2 separate regions of the Gossypium hirsutum genome follow, and region 1 is linked to region 2. The links are chromatin contacts, called in public Hi-C maps. All regions are on one chromosome and are shown on one strand. Each heading gives the region's core, a stretch centred on a gene start, on an enhancer-like site or on the middle of the called end of the contact. The rest is flanking DNA. Distances are from core to core; before and after follow the strand shown.

Region 1 (2,700 bases), core at 190-2,689, 58 kb before region 2:
CTAAAACAATTACCTTAAATGAATATAATTTTATTTTTTTAAAAAATTATCTTCTTTTTGGTGTATGCCTCAATCATTTGTCTGTAGACAACGAGGGTTTCAGACTTCCCAATCCTCAAACAAGTACACCATCTGAAAAGAAAGCAAACTTGCTAGATAACATTTTCATAAAATATAATTCTTAATCGAATTTTTAAAAATTTCAATTACTTATTTACAAGTGAGAAAACATATTATTGGTGACACAATAATGCTAGAAATAACATCTTTTACAATGCTCAGGACTATGGCAATATCAGACACCTGCCTATATCTTATGTATTGTGCTTTGTCGCCTGACAAAGCTTGAGGTACAACGTTGCTAATATTGTTGAACCCCAACTATACGAATGAGCAGTTTGGAAATTAGCCAATAGAGGCAAGTACATTAGGTGGACTTTATTATTATTTGTGTTTGGCATGAGTGCCCCCTATCAACTCTATCATATATGCTCGAGCAACGCACATCTTCTCCCACTCAGAGGCACTACTCGATAAGGTTTTGATATTTTGTTTTAACCAGGAAAATCTCAAACTGGTAAACTTAGCACCACCATCACCCGTCGATCGTCCAAACAATTGATAGCAATGCGACGCAGGTTCGATCACTTTACTTGAACCTGTGACTGCAACTACCGTCCAATGGAAGCTCGAGTTGCAATGCAACATCTTCTAAGGTGATGGTGCACTCCTTACATGGCAAATGAAAATGTGTGGGTCTTCGGACGTCATCACTTAAATAAAGCGAATATTAAGTCAACCCTCAACTCAAACATTCTAATCAATGTCATTATTCCAAATCCCGATGCATCTTTTCCTTTTTTTTATCAACTTTTCTTCACTGATTTTTTTAAAAAAAATTCAAAACAATGTCACCTGTGTGTCAGACAAAATCAATAAAAAATATTTTCTTTTTCATATTTTTTATCTACTATATATACCTATGAAAATACATTATTTTAAAAATACATACTAATTCCGTCACTACGTCAGGCAACAAAAAAATATTACTTTTTAAAAACGAATGATTACAACATGATTGAGCATAAAGTAAGGGTAATTTTGCTTGTTTGTCCGACAACACCAAAATACAAGATAACAAACACCTTATTTTTATAATTAATTTGTTTCCCACTATATTTTTGTATTTAATTAAATTTTTAGTATTATTTAAAAGAAAAAAACCCAGCAAACCAAATATGGAATTTCCCACCAACCACGACAGACACAACCGCAAAAACCAAACTCAGATCATACACACAAACCCTTTCCTTTTATTCCAACTTAAAAAGCTTAGCAAGTGGGGTCCACAATTTATTAGGTTCATTCCACTTGTGAGGCAAGATGATGGTGGTACTTTCGTAATAAATGGGCAAAATGAGCTACCCACATGTCATCTGCAGACTAACGGAGGTAGAGAGGGAAAAACAAAAGTGGACACGTTTTCCTGGCATTTCTTCCTTTTCTCGCTGTTCCCTTCCATCTCTTTTTATCTCTCCCTTTTCACATATTAATATATAAACAATACAACAAAAGCTATATATTTATATTATTATATACTAAATATACACACATATCCAGCAGGGTCTCCTTTCTTTCTTTGCTCATTCAAGGACCGAGAGAGAGAGAGAGAGAGAGAGAGAGAGAGATCCAAAGGCTGCTCAAGCAAAGCTCAAGCCTTGGTCTTTCCGCATTTTCTGTCACCATGATCTCCTTGCATAGAAGCTGTTTTCTGGTAATTTCAAATCAACCCATTGTTACTCTCACTATTTCTTGACTACCCATTTCCTAGAATTTAATTCTAAATCGAAACTAAGAGATTTCCCTTCTTTCTCCCCTTTTTTTCTTTTTGGTATTTCAAGGTCCTTTTTATACCATTAAAGATCTCAAAGGTCTGCTTTTTTTTTCATTTTAATATTGTTACTGTCTGTTTTGAAACAGAACAACAGCGGCATTTCTGGGTCCTCAAGCCTTTTCTCTTACAAGTTGAATAAGCTGCCGCCAGCTTCGGTCAAAGCGACGGCTTTAGGTCCCAACAGCGATACAAACGCTAGCGTTCTAATTGAGAACAAGGCATTCAAAGAAATAACACAAGATGGCACTTCTGCTGCTGCTAACGTGGACATCAATCTCACCGTTGCCGGCGGTGATCGTGAAGTCTACTATGACGACGCCGCCACAGAGGATCAGCTTGTCACCCCTTGGTCTGTCTCTGTTGCTAGGTAAGATTCTATTATTTTTCCTTTCATAATAGCTATTTTCATTTTCTTCCTTATGAGCTTAATAGGTTTGCTTGCTATGTCATGATGGTTTGACATTTTTATACTTGTTTGTGAGATCTAATATCGTTGTTTTTGTGTGGTTTGTTGGACCCACTAAACTAAGCCCCTTTTTTAGTGCTGGATCTTATTTTATTGTATGGTTTATATTATAATAGTTTGTGTTTATTTATGATTTTCTTTTTGGTGCTTATGTGGTGGAATCTATGACTGTGTTTTATCTTCAATGCTAGATCTTTGCTTTGTTGCTGAAATTTTGTAATTGAGGAATTAGAAAGAAAAGAAACGAAACTTTTTAGTGCAAATTCAGAGATCTTCCTTGTCTGAGTAAAATAAATATATAGTTTTAGTGATCAATTCTTTGGGAGCTTTTATATTGTTT
Region 2 (2,700 bases), core at 144-2,643:
TTACAGTTCTAATTTTATATTAGATATTATTTAAAATTCTAACAGATTTATGTTTGACTTTCTTATTGAATTTAAAGTATAAGCTAGATTAAATTACTCTAGCAACCATTATAGGTCTCCCATTAGGACTCGATGATTGGGTCAAATGTAGGATCTCACAGTTTTTAATGAACTTGCGTATTGGTTTTATGCATATAATCTACTAATCTAGTCAAATTTTAATTGAAAACAATTATGATAAGGAATTTTTATGTTATGGACTTGTTTCCATGTGTTAAACATGTTTTCATACTTTTGGTTTGACATATATCTTGCTAGAAGGCATATAGAGACATGATTGCATGACTCGGAATACTATTTTCCTATAGTTCTAGATTTATGTCTTGGGACTAGATGAAAGTCTTAAGATATGGTAGCCTGAGTATTGAGACTTGATTTCCAAGTCTCATGTAACACTTTGTACCCAACTTGAATTAGAGACATTGATATTTTTAAAATTATGGAACTGAAATAAAATCAAAGAAATTACAAAATAAAAAATTTAGAAAAGAAGAATTTGAGAAAATTTGAATGAAAAACATTAAGAATAAAAGAGTTGAGAAAATTGCGAGAGTAGATGTATAAGATTGAGAGAATTGAGAGAATAGATAAATAAGATTGAATAATTTTTTTTTGAAAATAGACAAGGTATATATAGGAACAAAAATGTTAACATTGGAGAAAAAAGTGTTACCATTCGTCAACTTGCCATTGATCCCAAGGTTAGAAACTCAATGATGGTGATTATCTAACTGTTTATATAAATTTTTTTAGAAATCCGACTTTGGTACGATACAATGCCATGTGGCAAAAATGTGCCATGTGATTTTTTAAACCAGTACATTTTCACCTCTTTTCTCCACGTCACTTGAAAGCGCATTCTACATAATTTGTTTTTGCCTTCTCTTTCAAAAATCAACTTATTTCTGTAATTTCCAAATAAAACATATCAAACCTTAATTTTTTTTTAAATTGACATATATGCTTAATTTTCTTGGAAATAAAGAGGAAGGAAAAAAAAAAGATAATGAAAATCTTATCATTGACTCTCCAATATAATCTTCAAAGCAAGAAACAGTAGTCTGCAATGGTTAGAGATAATGATCAACAACAATTAAGGTTGAAACTTGAGATGAGAGAAGAGTTGAAAAGAAGTAGAGAGGCAGCCGTTGGAACATGTGATGTTGGAGTTTGCAGAATATAGAAAAGAGAAAAAATTTTGAGAGAAAGAGAGGAAGAGAGACTAACCTTTGCATTCAAATTTTTGCATAACTGCTTCTTGGGCCCTTGGGCAATTATAACCACCAGGCCGTTACAACCAATTTGAACTTCCGTTAGACATGTGCAATATTAGAGTGAAACGCACCATTTTACTCAATTCCCTTCATCAACACTAAAACGCTGCGTCTAACCCCCCCTTAAACTCTCCGTTTTATTGAAGTTTCTAAACATAAAAGATTAAACACTGTCGCTTTGTTAACTAACTTAACTGCTAATTAAGACTTAAGAATTTGACCCGTGTCAACATGGCAGAGCAAAAGCAGCAGGGTTGTACTTTTCTTCTTCTAGTGTTTTAGTAGGTACAAGACAGATTTTTTTTAGGTTGGGTGATTGGGTTGGATTGATTAAATTTTTTAGGGTTTGGTATGTTTTCGATGGATTTGGGTTGCAAAGTTCGGTTTAACTGGTTTTGCATTGGTTCATTCGGGCGGTTCAACTGAAGTTCACGACTCAACTAGTTCTCATCCTTACTCCGGATTTCAATAACATTGGAAAAAACAAAGAAATAATACTGAATATATAAACCCCAAAAATAAATCCAAAACCAAGTGAAAGAGGATATTATACCCTTCCCGGTTCCGGCCAACTTTTTCCGGTCAATCACTCACGCATTTTGGTTTTCGCTTAGAGCTGTAAATAATAAACATATATTAGTTCGGATTTCAATTGGTTAGGGTTTCTTTTTTCTCCCTTTAATACAGTAGGAGCTGGTTTTTGCTTTCAAGTATTTACTGGTTAGATTCCAGAGCAGTCTCTATCTCTTTCCTAGGGTTTGTGGAATTCAGAGTTCAATTCGTTGCTCTGTTTATCTCATTTAACGCTTTCTTCCCACTAATTTTTTTGCCGACCTTATTAAATTAAAAATTTTTGGCGGTTGATTTTGCTAGGGTTTTAGCTACTTAAGCTGAATTCTGGAAATTAGGATTTCGAAGTTTCGAATTTATTCCTTTTGGGTTTTTTTTTCTTGAAAGGAAAATAGGAAATTTCAAATTCGAGTTGAAGGTTTTCCAATTTGAATAAATTTCTTCAAGAAAACTAGGAGAAAAAAGAAGCCCAGAATTCAAAATCTCAAGTTTCATGTTTTACTGTTCTTTTATGCGGCTTCCTTATTGATTTATCTCTGTTTTTGATACTGTGATGAAGTGAATAAAAGAGAAGAAGAATGGCCTCGTATAGGTCATTCCCACCACAATCCTTTCCTCCTCCACCTCCACCAAATCAAAATCCTCTCCCACCCCAACAACATTATGATCAAAATTACAATCAAATGAATTTGAAATCAAATTATCATTACCCTTCTTCAAGACCGCCCCAACAACAGCAGCAGTCACCGCCTCCTCCACCTCCACTTCCACAGCAGCAATATTCTTATCCCCCACC

The links. Hi-C and Micro-C count contacts between places; a contact is called where the count stands out from the background.
Region 1: a contact with region 2 is called in a Hi-C map of hypocotyl, with 1.7 times the contacts expected there. The contact joins the promoter of LOC107951802 here to the enhancer-like site in region 2. A contact is called at or near these places in 4 of 34 Hi-C or Micro-C datasets (callus, hypocotyl, leaf and 1 more).

The regions. Positions count from the first base shown.
Region 1 is chrA02:83,598,152-83,600,851 of Gossypium_hirsutum_v2.1, reverse strand. LOC107951802 (NADP-dependent malic enzyme) reads left to right here and starts at 1,439. Exons shown (of 20, transcript XM_016886948.2): 1 at 1,439-1,774; 2 at 1,981-2,261. The coding sequence starts at 1,745.
Region 2 is chrA02:83,539,689-83,542,388 of Gossypium_hirsutum_v2.1, reverse strand. It overlaps the pseudogene LOC107952365. Among protein-coding and RNA genes, the nearest start is that of LOC107951804, 12 kb to the right of the region's middle. Within about 2 kb of position 1,393, at least 9 of the 9 cell types and tissues checked have an H3K27ac peak or open chromatin away from gene starts, as enhancers often do. A contact at or near this core is called in hypocotyl and leaf, where this site is marked.